Linked DNA regions of Mus musculus: region 2 is linked to region 1. A link is a contact called in public promoter capture Hi-C data. All regions are on one chromosome and are shown on one strand. Each heading gives the region's core, a stretch centred on a gene start, on an enhancer-like site or on the middle of the called end of the contact. The rest is flanking DNA. Distances are from core to core; before and after follow the strand shown.

What was found. Promoter capture Hi-C pulls out the DNA fragments that hold promoters and counts their contacts.
Region 2: a promoter capture Hi-C map of 3T3-L1-derived adipocytes shows a contact between it and region 1, with 4 times the contacts expected there. The contact joins the enhancer-like site here to the promoter of Mir205hg in region 1. A contact is called at or near these places in 5 of 39 promoter capture datasets (the 3T3-L1 cell line, 3T3-L1-derived adipocytes, liver and 1 more) and 1 of 115 datasets of contacts at active chromatin or transcription factors (pancreatic cancer cells).

What each region holds. Positions count from the first base shown.
Region 1 is chr1:193,507,218-193,514,948 of GRCm38.p6, reverse strand. Mir205hg (Mir205 host gene) reads left to right here and starts at 4,739. Exons shown (of 3, transcript NR_166150.1): 1 at 4,739-5,224; 2 at 6,050-6,214. Mir205 (microRNA 205) reads left to right here and starts at 7,419; the gene lies at 7,419-7,486.
Region 2 is chr1:194,644,491-194,652,114 of GRCm38.p6, reverse strand. Plxna2 (plexin A2) reads right to left here. Exons shown (of 32, transcript NM_008882.2): 2 at 7,168-7,624; 3 at 2,477-2,659. Among named protein-coding and RNA genes, the nearest start is that of Plxna2, 28 kb to the right of the region's middle. Within about 2 kb of position 1,839, at least 12 of the 459 cell types and tissues checked have an H3K27ac peak or open chromatin away from gene starts, as enhancers often do. A contact at or near this core is called in 3T3-L1-derived adipocytes, where this site is marked.

The sequences.
Region 1 (7,731 bases), core at 3,490-5,989:
TTGTGAATGCTGGAAACAGCCATTGTGGTGGTGCAGATCTGTAATCTGGGGGGTCGGGGAGATACATGAGAGGCTGGGGCCAGAGGAGTGCAAATTCAAAGCCAGCTTAGGCAACTTAGCCTGTCCCTGTCTCAAAATGAGAAGTAGAAAGGAGGGCTAGGAATGTAGCTCAACGGTGGCGTGTTGCCTAGCAAACACACCTGCACATGCCTGCTCTACTGTAAAAGAGGGGAAAAAAAGAGCACAGAGCATGCAGAATAGAGTAATCCCAGCTGGCTCTATCCTGAAGTGCTTCTAGGCCCCTAGGCCTCTCTCTGTCATCAGCAGGGGTGGGTGGTCTTAGTGGGTTCTTCTAAGCTGCAAAGCCAGGACAGCCTCTGAAGAAAGGACCAGCAAAGAATAGTGTAAACAGGGCAGGCTCCAGCCTGCCTGCCTCCCCTGCATGCTGCGAGAACAAGCCCATCTCAGGAAATGACGGCCTGTAGCCACACCCTAGAGGCAGAAGGTTGGGTGGAATGGCAGTGGGGTCCTCATAGGAGGAAAGTATCATCGGGCCACAGCTCCTAAGAATCTTGGTCTGGTGCACGCTAGAGAAAGCAGGGATGTGAAGGACAGAGCTGCAAGGCAAACTCCAGGTCTTGAACTCATCCAGACCCCAGTTTCTTAGACCCTCATGGCTGTATTTCAAAGGTGCTGGGAGTCCAGAGCCTTCTTTTCAAAGAAGCAGCTCACTATGCAGTGGAGAACTGTTTACTGCAGTCTCATGTATGACATCGGCTCTCAGAAGCCAGAGGGCAGTGCAGGGTGGGGGCGCCAGTGTAGGGTGGGGGCGTGGCCTCTGGAACCAGTGCAGGCTTGACTGCTGGAGACTCACCCCATCTCTGTTTCTGTTTGCACAGCCTTACTCAGGCTTAGCAGGGAAGTTCATTCCAGGAGGAGGGAAATGATTGGACCTCTTCAGGAGGTGCAGGCCGCTGTTGAGACAGGCGTCCTGCAGTCCTGGTGGGGCCACATGGGCAGGGTGGGTGCTCATGACACTGCCGGCCTTTGCTGGCTGCATGGATAGAGACATCCCTCAGGAACAATGAATGAACTTATCTGTTACTATGGTTGCCTCTTTGCTTACATCTGGGCATCTGGGAATATATGAACTGCCCTATTGCTACCCAAGAGGCCACAAAGGACAAAGCAACCTTTTCTATGTGGCATGAGGTTGTGGTTTTTAAATGTCCATCATATTCTACATCATCTGGCTCCAAGTCATACTCCTGTTGCCTAAGCACCCAGCTTCTTAATCTACCCTCTGGAGGCGGCCTGTTCCCAGGCCATTCACCTTCCTACACACATGAATCTTGTTTTCTAGTTTGATTGATTCTGCTTTTAAAATGCAAAGGCCACAGTTGAAGGTAATAGAACTGAGACTCCCTACCCTCACTGCATGAGCAGGACTGCCATCACTTTTATTTCTGATTTCATCTTCCTTCCTTTCCACTTGCTGAGCTACATCCCTAGAGGTATATTTGTATTTGTGTGTGTGTGTGTGTGTGTGTGTGTGTGTCTCTGTGTGTGTTTGTGTGTGTCTATGTTTATGTTTCTGTACATGTGTCTGTATCTCTGTGTGTATGAGGGTGTCTGTGTATGTGTCTCTGTGTGTCTGTCTGTCTGTGTATGTCTGTATTTTTGTTTGTATGTGTGTCTCTGTCTCTATGTTTGTGTGTGTCTGTCTGATTGTCTATGTCTGTGTGTCAGTGCTTGTTTGTGTGTGTGTGTGTGTGTGTCTATGTGTATTTCTATGTCTGTATGTGTCTGTGTTTCTGTGCGTCCAGGTTTTTCAATGAAGGCCTTGTACATATTAGTCTACCAACTGAACTACATCCTTAGCCCTCCTTTTTTGTCTTTTTCCTTCCCTTCGTCCTTTCCTCCTTTGTTTCTTTTCTTTCATCTTTGTTTTCACCATACTGTGACTAGAACTAGGGTCTTGAACATGCAAGGCAAGCACGCTATCCCTGAGCCACACCGCAGTCCCTGTCTCCTATTTCTAAGCATGCAATCAGAGAAAGACCTTGTCTTCTTACAGTCATGTCACAATTGCAGTCCTGAGTTCAGTGAAGTTACGTGCAAGCTCAAACCTCATACCTCATTTGGGCTGTTGTTTTGTTTTCTATGTCCATCGCTGCAGATGAACCACATATTCCCAGCTTTTATACTTACACGTTTCCTTTCTGGATCCCAGAAAGGAACACAGGGCTGGAAGCAGCAGCATGATCATGCCTGCTTGCAGACTCTAAGCACCCAGGGGCTGGGAGGGAACTCACCTTCCAGGCCACACCCTGCTATCTGCTGCAGCTTCCTGAGAACATGGCATGTCAAGCTAACCCTTATGCTCCTCTCCCAATGGAGCACAGTGGGGGTTCCTTGAACCCCAGACTCTACTTTAGGCAACACTACCACAGTTTTAGCAGAACCTCCAGGTGGAAAATTAGATGGGCTTATGATCAACATTCAGTAATTCAGAAAGACCTATTACAAGCTCTACTATGGGCAAGGCACAGAACTGGAAGAACCAGCAGAGAAATGCGGCATCCTCCCAGAAATGAGCCACACAGGGGGCCAAAGATTTCTAACTGTAGAGAGCTTCAGGCTTGGGTGTGTTCAGGAAAAAGAGAAATGAGAGCCAAAAAAACAGACAGCACACAAAACAAAAAGTGACATACAAGAACAAATTATTGTTACCATGGAAACACTGAAGTAGAGATGGGAGGGAGCCCCAGACCACTCCCACTCAGCCCCCAAATTCCTTTCTATTTTCTACCCACCCAGCATGATCTTAGAGTGTCCGGGAAAGTAACGCCTCTTAGAAACCTGGATTTGGTAGTAGGGGAGGAAGGCACTCCAGGCTTCTGGGTCAAAGAACTAGACTTAGGAGTGGAAGACAGGTAGCTTCCAGCAGAGTCACCACTGGGTGTGTCCCACACTTCCAGAAGCTGGAAAAGAATAGTCGAGACCCTAGCCAAATGCAAATTAATTCTATTTCTCACCACATTTAGGGGATCAAAGATGACAACTGGAAAGGAGAGATTTGAGATCAACAGGGTTTATGTTTGTCCTTTTGGCCTAGTCTCTCCTGAACCTCATTCCCCCATATTCTGGGGACAGTCACACTCTTCAACAGTTATTTAACTGTCTTCAAGTCCTATGCTTCTGAGAAACAGCTCTTGCCATTCATTTCCTTTAAGACTTGGGACATGGCTACCTCCTACAGAAAACACTCATAGGCCCTGCCCTTCATGGGCCTCAGGCCTATGCTGCCTCTCCATACCTCAGGGTAGCTCTAAACCCTTAGGAGGTCTCCTTCCTAGGGAGGGTTAATTCAAACAGCTCCCAAACCTTTTCTGGCTATCCTCTCAGATTCAGTTCAAAGGAACCTTCTCTGTGGACCCTTCCCAGACTCTTAGCAATGGAAGGGGAATGTTTCCTTTAGGGGATGCTCATTGCATTGTATTAATCTGTTTCTATGACTGTTCACTTGTATCTAGGTGTATCTAGTTGGGAGAGCCTAAAAGATGAACTCAAAGGATACAGAGTATCCCCTGCTGGGATGAGCTGCTCAGTGAGTGAATGGATGAAATGGGGAAAAGAAAGGCATAGGAAGAAGGCACAGTGAGCAAGAACTGACAAAAGGCAGTGAGAGTTATATTCTGGGAGACTTTGTATGAGTCAGTGAAGCCACATAGGTCTGGGTAGGCACACATCTTGACTTAATACTAGCTATAGAAGTGTGCCTCATAAGCATTATAAGCCTCCTTCCCTAGCTGTGGGAAGAGGTTGGAGTTAGCAGGTGGCAAAGAAGATTTGCAGCAGGTTCTCCGAGTGGCTCTGGAACAGACCAATATGCTCTGCATACTGTGTTCTGCGGTTCCTTACTCTCCTGAAAGGGGAGGACTCTGCTTTTGCCCAGAAAGGGTCTACTTTGAGAACAAACAAAAGACACCAAACTTCTAGGATTCATTTAAAGAGACTTCTATATCCCATGTCCTCCAGGAAAACTAGGCAAAAGGGAGCAGGAGCAGTGCTAAGGAAGGAGGAGGGACAAGGAGAGGGGGAGGGGGGAATGGATGCATGGAGGTGAAGCGAGGTGGGAGGTAGAACTAACAGCTTCTTCCCCAGTTCCTTCTGTCCTCCCAACTCCCTCACACAGCAGAGGCCCTTCCTCTAAGGAAAGAAAGGGAAGTGAGGCCTCTTGGGTTATAAAACCAGGATAAGTCACAAGGTCCCTGAGGCTCTGTCCCTCCTCCGACCTCTTCCTGCAGCACCACATAGATGAATGGACAGGTACTGGGCTAAAGGTGCGAAAGGACTTTGATTCCTGCTCCCTACACAGCTCCGTATGGATGTAAGCATGTGGACACACACACACACATGAACAGCCTCCATGACCCAGATTAAGATCTGAAAGGTCCTTGCCCTCTACTATTGGGGGGGCTGGAGCTTCAGCCCAAGGCTAAGATAACCTGCGTCTTCTTGCTCTGGGCAGAGGGAGACCCCCACCTGACTACAGAAACAATGAGAGAAAAAGGTTTGAATTCAGAAAGGCCTCTGCAAGCACGTCCCACCCCCAGAGGTGTGGTTCTTGGAGGCGGATCCAGCAGCCAAGTCCTGTCTTCATTGGTTGGGCTCAGCAGGTAACTGGAAACTTGGCTGAGAGGTGCATAAATAGAGAGACCGGTGCCGCCTCCTCACCCCTGCCTTAGAAAAACCAGTTTCTCTTTTATTGTCTGTGGCCAAGCTCTATTTAGCTGAGCCTCTGCACTCCACCCCCTCTCTTTCCAGCTTCCTTTAGCCCCCTCTCTGCCACTTTCTCCTACTTTCCTATTGTCTTTTACTAAAGAGAGGACCACGTGTCTCTTTCTCCAGGAGCAACTTCTCTGCCCAGGCCGCTGAGCTGAGCACCCTATAGAGCATGTGCCACCTCTTCTAGTCCTCAATTCTTGAGGGTAAAAGACTTTCCCAAGACTTAAAAATTCTTTATTGTTGTTGTTTTGCTTTGTTTTGTTTTGTTTTTTTGTTCGTTTTGGTTTGGTTTCTTTTCCCCAGGATTCTCTAACCATCCTCCAGCTTGGTACTCTCTTTAGAACCCCCCCCCCCAAAAAAAAAGTATTATTTTGCATCAAAGGCAAAGCTGAGCCTGATATCCGAAGGTATAGGTACTCCCATGTACTTGCAGGTGAGTCTGAAATCTCCGGTTTGGGCGGGTGAGTGTCTTGATCCTCAGGATCATGCATAGGGCCAGAGGGAAGAGTGGAAGGCGGGCTTCACTGGAAATCAAGTATCAACTTCTTTCTTTGTTTTCCGGGGAATTTCTGAGCTGTTGGGTGTTAATCTTGATGATAATGGAAGTGGGTGCCAGGCAGCTGAATACCAACACAGCAATTCTGTCGAGCTTCCTGGGGACTGACTTGACTAGAGGAATGTGTACCCACTGCCTAGTCCTAGGGTACTTAGCAGCGCATGCAAGACCTGCTTCCCTTCTGAGGTTCTTAAGTGCAAGATGGGTTTTTAAGACATTTAGGGCACAGCCCTGAAGGCCCCTGGAAGAGCAATCACTGGCTAAAACTCTAGCCCAACATGAGCCTTGTTGGTTCTCTGACCCAACCCAATACTGTAACTAGACAAGACACATCACTGGAGATTGCATTGGTAAAGGCCTGCTGAGTGGGAGAACCTGAATACTAGACATGATATGCAGAGTGTATCAGGTATAAGTTTCCAGGTTGTAGATCAACTCTTCTTACAGCAGCAGCAGGTCTGGTCTGCAGGAACAGAGGGATGTTATGAGGGGAGGCAAGACTTTCCTGAGCTGCCTCCGCCCTACCCTTTCATATGGCCTGTTAGCGCTATCAAGCCTTTTCTTCTCTGGATTCCACTGGGAGGATCAAGATCTCAAATAAGGATGAGTCCAATTGTGGACTTGAGGAATCTGATGGGCTTCCTTAAGAGTTGGGTAAGGGGAGCTTGGACAGAGACCTAATGATGACCTTTTTGTTTTCAGAACTGAGCTGAAATTCCACAAGAAGCCAAGACTCCTTCCAACCCAGAACTACCTCCCACAGTCTCCTGCCTTCCTTGGTCAGAGCCAACAGACCTGTGTCTCTCTCCCCTTTGATAGGAAGTGGGTCAGAGGTGGTGTGGGGGCTTCTGTGGTCTTGATAACTCAGTAAGTATTCGCTAAGAGACTGAACAGAAGATTCACAGAACCTCTTGCTCTCTGCACTCAGCACCCTGCCTTCTAGTGTGCCTGTGCACACCCTGAGAAAGGTGCCTTAGTTTGGACCCAGGAAAGTGGGATTCTTCCCTAACCATAGCTAGAAATCCCTGCTTTTGTTTAAGAGTCTTTCTCAGAGGCCTGATGGCCTGGGGGCTAGATGGGAGAGGTGGAGCCTCTTTGTCAGGTCAGAACAAGCCCAGGAAGAAGAAAGTATTCCAAACAAGGTAGGCCAGCCCTACCCACCCTGTCTGCTTGTCTCTGCTTAGAGCAGCCTTTTATGAGGCTTACACTGAGCAGCAGACATGTCTGAACAAAGCAAAGAGGCCAATGCAACCCTGCAAAGCTCCTGCTTGGTGAGCATTTTCTTTTGGGCAGGGACAGAAAGTCCACAGGTATTACATGGCCTCTCAGTGTAGCTCAGTCTCTGAAAGCCAGTTATATGCTGGCCTCCCTCCCTTGACTACCACCCTAGGCTCCTTAGAGAAGCCATTTACTAATTCTGTGCAGATCTGGGGAAAGATATATAGTCATTAAAGACTGACTTTCCCAGACTATGCTTCCCCAGCTATGGGGAGAGGATCAAGAATTCTTCCCTTCACCACCCACTGGCCCCATAAACAGGCCTGTTCCTGTTTATGCAGACGAGCAGAGTCACTGTCCTCCGCTTATCCTGATTACACACCAGCATCCAGGCCTGAACTGGGCTGTTCATGCTGCTTTTTCAGAAGAATACCTGCTCCCCTGTATTCCACCTTTTGGTACAAAATGAAAGAAAGTGTGCTTTCTCTAGATATCACCAACATACCTAGCTCTGGTATGGAACACTCATTGAAGAGGAGAGCCAGCATCCTAACTAGGTATACAGAATGGAGACTCCACTTGGATTTATCTGGGATGGCCCTTCATGGGCAAGAAACTACCTAGAGTCCAGCCCCACACACAACATTGGCTATACCACCCAGAGTACTCTGAGGTGGGAACATGAATGCTTGAGGGTTTGAGTATTCAGGTCCTCACCAGGTCCTGAATGAATGAATACAGGTATTCAGGTCCTGTAAGAGTGGGGTTGCAGGATCCTGAAGGTCTCCTTCAGGTCACACAGCACTACACGAGGAGGCTTAGTAGACAAACAGCCCCAGACAATCCATGGGTCCTCTTGTCCTTCATTCCACCGGAGTCTGTCTTATGCCAACCAGATTTCAGTGGAGTGAAGCTCAGGAGGCATGGAGCTGCCAGCGGTGGACTGAAGCACAGCATTTGAACAGAGGCATTCTGCAAAAATACAGTCACTAAAAGCACCTGCAGCGTGTGCTTTTGCAGAGGGGTGGCAGTGGCAGGCAAGAGCACACTGCCAGTGATTGCTGTGTGGCCTTTCTTCCTAAAACCAATGCTTCGGAAATGTGTATTTTTCTGTAACTTGCAAAATTAAAAGTTGCCTATCTGCTGACACGCCCTCCTGCCTCTCT
Region 2 (7,624 bases), core at 590-3,089, 1.1 Mb before region 1:
CATAAATTCTTCATGGGCTTTTTCTCTAGAGAGGGTGGGGATAAGTGGCTGGGTAAGTGGGAGGCTGCTAGGAGCTAGGTATGGGTATCAAGTACCTGAAAGTAGTGTGGGTGGAGGAAAGGGTGATCTGCTCAGAGGAAAACCTGGGGATATCATGAGGTCATAGAAGCAGCCAAAGGCACAGCACCTCACAGTAAAAAGTCATAGACAACTCACAAGCTGTGACATGAAGTAGGCAGCTATGCCTGCAGCCTTGCCCTTGAACCTTTTACCTTCTCAGTGACTAGTCTGCTAGAGATCCTACAAGGCCCAGAAAACTTCTTGGACCACTCTGTGTGTGTGTGTGTGTGTGTGTGTGTGTGTGTGTGTGTGAAGCAATCTCAGATATGTAATGAGTGAGATGCATGAATACTAGCGGGGTCAGTAGATGTTCCCTTGGGGTCTGGGTAGGCCATTCTTCTTTTACATAGTAATACTGATTTCCTAGTTTATGTCCAAGGCCAGAAAAAGTAGAGACAGTAGCCTTTGACTGAATGAACTCTGTAGCAACTCTGGATCTGAAAATCACTCAACCCCAATACCACTGTTCCACAGCTGTTTCTTGAAGTAAAAAAGAATGACAAGTTTGGGGGTCAAGGTAAGAAACAACTAGCCTTATTTCTTTGTCGTAATCAGTTACTCCTCTGAGTATCGGTAGAATAATGAAAGTAGTGGGCTAGATGATCTCAAGGCTTTTCAGAAAATTGCTCTATTTTGCAGGGCTGGTTCTACTTTGTTAGGCTTAACCTACAGTGAAACTTTGGTGATGGACTTAAAGAGAATTAGTATAAACAGTCTATCCTTTAATAGGACTCCCAAAAGAGTAAAGGAGACAGAGTCCAGACCAGCAACTACAAGTGAGGGAACAATGGGTAAGTTCCTTACTAGCCTAGCAGCCACTTCTGCCACCCCACAGACACCTCTGTACAATTTTAGAGAAAGACACTGCCTTTGATAGACATTAGAAATAGAAGCCTCATAGGGCAGATGTCTAAGAACATGGCACATGGCCTGCTGAGGATTGCTTAGGTGATATTCGAACTTTCCCCCTTGTCCAAGTCCCATGTGTCAGGCAAATGCACCCAGCTGGATGATGGGAACCTTGCTAAGCAAGGAGGTAGAAAGACTCTGGCAATCTAAGCAGAGATGTGACTAGCAGAGTATACTACTTCCCAACTTCAGGGAGTAACTCCTCTCTCAGTGAACAAATCTCAGGGAATGACTCCTGCCTGCCCCAGCTTAGGCAAGCAAACGATAAGACCTCGCTCACCCTCTCTTCCACATGCTAAAGCCAAGTCAGGTCCATAGCTGTGGGGCAGAGTATTGGTGCAAGAGAGAAACAAGTAGGAACATTTCCCAAGAGCAAAGAAAGGGTCAAAGGGATTTGGAATTCCAAAGACCAGAGAAGTTTGGAAAGTCCTCTATCTTCTCATAATTCAGACTAGTTCTTTCCACTTTCTCTACAGCAAATCTGAACAAGAAGAAAATGGAAATTCTCCCTCATATTCTCTCCCAGATCTCTTCTTCCACACTCCCCAACAACAACCTCCCAGGGCTCTAAATGGATTAGGAGAAGGAAGCCTGGTAATGTCAACATCAAAGGATAAGGTGCAGCAAAATCGTGCCTGTGCCTTGATTCACAGGTGCCAGGAATAGTGAGGAGTTGCAGGAGAGCAAGCTTGCAGGGAAAAGGGGATTAGTAGGGACTAAGAATGTAGCTACTATAATCCCACATAATGAACCAGACTCTGCTCCTTCTCCACACCCTAAGCACTCAACAAGCAGGTACAAGTTACTGGCTTCAGCCTCCCTCACTAGAGGGCCCCATTGTTGCCAGTCCCAGACAGCTTCTTCCCTCCAGCTTGTACAGTTGCACAAGGAGTCTTGGAAGATGTTGCCTTCCTGCTGGCTGCTGAGAATTGGGTAAGAAAGTGGGGAGGGCACTCTACATGACTCTCCTCAATGGAAAGGTAGGTAAATGACCTTGTCCCTAGGCACCAATCGTGTACCTGAGGCCAGCATCCACCATTAAAGCTCTTAGGACCCAAAACCTGCTCTAACCAACTACTTTCAGTTTATAAACAATATCTGGGTCACAGGTAGGAGTTGTAGTACATATGATTCACAGTGTGGACAACAACAACAACATCTAAACAAACAACAAAAGTTCTACTTAATTTGGGAATTAACTCTTCAGGAAAAATACCTTCCCAATATCTCAATGTCTGGCAACACTGAAATACATTTGTGTTTCCTAGGTATTCACTGATGGGTGACTGGAGGAAACAATTAAAAGATAAACCACAGAATGGAACCCTATCTTTTCTTCCATTCCCTTCCCTTAAGAAAACAAGAAGCTGACTATAGTTAAGTCTCCATTGATCACTACCTCCAAGATGAGTCCCTTAACTGAAGACGCCAGGCCCCCAACTCTTACCTTCTTCAGCTTGCCACTCTTAGTCCCCACAAAAACCACACTGTAGCCATTGTAAACATAGGAGGCCACAGAGGTCAGGCGGTCCCTGCTGGTGGTATACAGGGTCAGTCCCTCCACAGGAGTGGAGCCTCCCAGAGGCTGGTTGATGTCCAGGCCGCAGAAGTTATCATCGATTGGGACAGGCTGGAAGGACAGGAAAAAACTGGAGTAAATCACATTGAAACAGTAGAAGGATCACTTTAGACTACCCACCCACTGCTGTCATCCTGAGGACACCAGACCTCAGGTCTGGAAGGAAGGATCTAACATGGCTCCCACCCACTGCTGTCATCCTGAGGACACCAGGCCTCAGAGAGGTTCAGGTCTGGAAGGAAGGATCTAACATGGCTCACATAGGCAATCTTGACTCCCATGGGACCAGATTGTGAATGATTAGCCATCTTTACTCTCTCAGAAAGAACCATGTGTCTACTTTTTACCTTTCTGCCAGGAAAGTCAGGCTCAAGTCATAAAGCCGACTGCTTGAACTCACCTTCTGGTTCTTTTCATGTCCCCTTAGACCAAGTCAGACTGTGCAGATCTGTCTATTTTAGACAGGATTCCCTCAAAGGATATTCAGCCTAAAGGCAACATTGTAAGATTCTACAGGCAGAGAGGTTACCTGTTTGTTCTTTGAGCAAACTAGTGTTTCTTGGGCTGTAGAGTGTTTTTCCTTGAGGCATGAGGAATTTTAAGCCACTGAACTATAACTACTACCTACCTACCATCCGAGGGGCATATGGTAAGCATCATGGTAATATTGGATATCATCTTTTGCTTTGGGATTTCTTCCTTCCTTCCTTCCTTCCTTCCTTCCTTCCTTCCTTCCTTCCTTCCCTCCTTCCTTCTTTTCTTCCTTCCATCTTTGTAGTTCTGGGGGGTGAATCTGGGGTCTTTTGAATGCTAGACAAGTCCTCTGTCACCAAGCTATTTCCTCAGTCCTTTTTAAAAACTTTTTGAGACAGGTCTCACTAAATTGCCCAGGCAGAGCTTGAACATGTAATCCTCTTGAGTTAGCCTCCCCAGTAGCTGAGATTACAGGCCTGTACCACCAAGCTGTGATGGAAACTCTAATCTATATTAGATTTTTCATTTGGAATGATATATCCCCTACCACTTTGGAAAGAACTATAGAGGATTAAATGAAACAGTGTATGTAAAAGACTTTTATTGATATGTGTCACTATCTCTTGCACATTATAGGTGTTCAAAGAGATTTCCTCTTATATCAAACTTTGAAGGGATTAGAGGTGGGCAAGGAGGAACTGAGTCACTGTGAAAGAAGGCTGTCTTGAATAAGTGAGAAAACTTGCTGTGCAGAGAATGAAAAGACTCATTCCCATCCTGTGTCCTGACTGATTCCACTGTGGTCTACAACATCCGCTTTTGAAGCTGTCAAAGGAAGAATTGGATGGATAGTGTTGTGCTTTGAATGTTAATCTCCCCCCCCCCACACACACCATAGGCTTATATACTTGGATGTTTGATTCCTAGTTGGTGAACTGTTCAGGAAGGATTAGGAAGTGTGGCACTGGGGGAGGTATATCACCAGGGGTGGGCTTTCAAGTTTCAAAAGACCACAGTAGGTCCAGCCAGTCTCTCTCTGCCTCTCTCTCTCCCTTATTCCCTCATTCCCTCTCTCTGAGCGGGAAGAAAATAGGTGGGAGGGAACTGCATGACTCTTAAGGATAAGGGTTGCATAGAGCCTAGCATGAGACTGTGCTTTGATGCTCCAAGACATGCCAGCTAACTGTCCAGCATGAAATCTTGCAGTTAAGGCCACAGATTCTGGACCAGAAAAGACCCTGAGTGCTATGGGAGCTGTTGCATCCTGGTCTGGAAAAAGCTTCCAGGAAACAAAAGATATAGCTGTGAGCAGAATAGAAGCTTCCTTCAACCTTGATTTTTTTTTTTTAAAATATCTTCTTCGGGGAGGAGAAATCTGATGCTTCATTTCCTCGGAAAAATTGGTTAATAAACTAGCATACATTTTTTTTTCTCAGTCTTGTGTTCCCTCCTCAGTTCTGAGAGGAACCAGGTCAGGTCTCTGTGATCTTGGTACTTGTGGACAGCTGCTACTCCTACTACTGGCAAGAATACTGGTTCTAAACACAAGCATAAGCACTCACAGGAAAGAACACCAAGATTTAGAGTAAGAATGACTATGAATTCTGGTGGCAGAGATTCCACACTGTAGCTTGGAAGGGAAGAAGCCATGGTATACTAGTGCCAGCTTGTGAGAGACGTCTATGTGTGCATCTACAGTCATTGCTGTCATCCTCCATGGCAGTGTTTACACCATGGGAATTGCCAAGTGCTGTAGACCAGGGCTCTCCTCTTCCTCTGTTGTATGAAGTCAGCTGCTTATTCCTGGATGCTACTGGGCAGTGCCAAACAGGCAGCTACTAGTCACTGTTCTCTACCCTGGCTGTCTCTTTCTCACTCTTGTTCTGTAAGTAGTTAGGTAATCTTAATTTTAGCCCTGTCCTTACCATATTAGCTGCATATCTTTATTGTTACATGCCATCACTGGGCCTTAGTTTTTTCCATCTATAAAATAAGAGTTGAGTCAGGTCTTTGTCAAAACACTTTATAGTTTGCTTTCATGGTTTCAGTGTTTCCCACTACTTTTCCAGAGGCTGGGAGACCTACAGAGTTGTAACCTAAACCAGTTTCTGAGACATGATGGCAGGAGTGAAAAGCTCTTGCTGTCAACTGTGGGTTTTTCTGATTTCTAGTTCAGTCATATGAATTTAAGCAGTTTATTAACCAGTGAGGCTTTGGTTTTTCTATCTACAAAAGGTATGATAACTAGTGATTTACTTTCTATGGATATAGTGAGGTAATAAATTGCTCAAAACAGCCCTTCACATGTAACTGATATTCTTGGAGTGTTGGGTCCCTTTCTCACGCTTTTTGTGGAAGCAATATTCAAATCTTATACCCGAGAATTACATGTTAGTCCACAAACTATGTTAAAGTTTGGGGCCATGGCTTCTCATTGATTTTTAAATTTCTCAAAAGTCACTAAAGCATCTTTAGCTTCTACCTCTGGGGTCCTTTTACTATAGGTAACCAGGGAGACCAACATTTTGCACATCCTATTATTTTGGTGCTTGAAATGGTATTACCCCAAGTGATGACAAGAAAAAGAGTTGTTTCCTATAAGGCAGTAGTTCTCAACATGTAGGTCATAACCCCTTTGGAGTTACAAATCAGATACACTGCATGTTAGATATTTACATTACAATTTGTAACAGTAGCAAAATTAAGCTATGAAGTAGAAACAAAATAATTTTATGGTTGGTGGTCACTACAACATGAAGAGCTATATTAAAGAGTTACAGCATTAGGAAGGTTGAGAACCATTGCTACAAAGCATTTGTCCTTCTAGTCACCACTCAGTATTTCTGATGTCCCATGACTACTAGCCAGGACTTGTCTCTCTGTACCACCACTGGAGCAGAGCAGTGTCCTCTTCCTTTTAACTTTGGCAGAAAGGCAAGCAGGAATCAGCAGTTTCCTCCTGACAAGGCCTGCTCTGGGCCATGGGAACCAGAGTGGATGCTGCAAGGGGTTAACCCTTTCATTTCCTCTCTACTTCTTTTGTTTGTAGAGGGTCCTTGTTCATAGAACTATAGTGCTATAAAGCAAACAAGAGATACCTAAATCCAGACTCCCCCGTTTTATGAAAGTAAGATAAACTAGGCAAATAACTAGTCCTTCTTTACTATGATCAGCAGTGGTAATCCTAACTGCTCTTTTATTGAATGATTAATGTGTGCCAAGCATTTTATTTTAATAAATTATTGATAACATGATTTTCATAATAAAAAAGAAAATAACATTATTTCTATTTTAATGAAGAAAAACCTCAAAACTCAAATAAAGCACATAACTTGCTCAAGGACACATAGGATACAGGTGGAAGAACTTATTTTTAATCTCATTGATTAGATGTCAAAGCTTAAGTTCTTATCAAGTATGCTGTGGGACCCTCTCTCATATGCTTCAATCAAGCGGTGGGGATTCCTTGACGTTTATCTGATACTCAGGCATGTTCAAAGTTCTTTGCACTTGCCGCCTCTCTCTGAAACGCCTTTCCCTTATTTAGCCATTGCTCAACATACTATTGTCTCAATTCTCTATGGCTGATCCCTGCTCTGTTTTATTTTCCTTTAAAGAAAATTTGCCATTTGAGAGGCATAATCATTTTATGTGTCTGGAAGCATCTCATCTAGCCAGGTTAGCCTTGAACTCATGATGTAGCAAAGGAATGACCGTGGATACCTCCTGCTCCTACTCCTTCCAAGTGCCAAGATTCCAAGTGTGCACCACCACATCCAGCTAAGCTGTTTTATGTGTCTTGCCTCACTAGTAGGTAAGCTCATGTAGAACATGCAGCTTAGTCGTGTGGCCCAGCAGGCAGCAAGAGCAGTGTCTGGTGCACTGTAAGCATACAGGGTATGCATTAGTATTGATTTAAAGAACCACCAAACTCATCCCAAGAATCTGATATAGGCTGTATACTCAGTAGTTATCATCTGATTGTCTGAAACCCTTTCTTATCTATCCCAGGCCCTTACAGGTCCAAAAACTGAAGGTGCAGAGGAACAGAGACATTGGGAACAAAGCACATGGTGTTTCCTTACCGCCTTGGTGCACTGCACATCCTTTCCCAGCAGCCAGTTGAGCTCCAAGTTGCCCTCTCCATGGTAGCAGGACTGCAACCGCTCCTTGATTTGCAAGTTGATGGCCCGGATGGGGAAGGCACAGAGGGCAGAGTCATCAGGGGGGTGGTGGTACTGCTTCTGCCCCTTGGAGAAGATGGCAAACAGGACATCTTCGTCGCTGCTGATGTTGAAGGCCTGAGCTAGAGCTTCCCCTGGCTTTGCAAGGTAAGCTGCCTGCAGAAGGCGATATTCCACCCCAGCACGTGTGCAGCCAAAAGGCAGGGACACATAGGAGTGGAACTTGGGGTCATCCTTGCAGAGACGCACAATTCTTGAGGTATAGAAGAGGTCTCCAGCTGAATTGATGGCCATGCCGTCAGGGGTCTCTGGCTGGACAGTGAGAAAGTAGACAAACCCCCCACTGGCAAAGCCATAG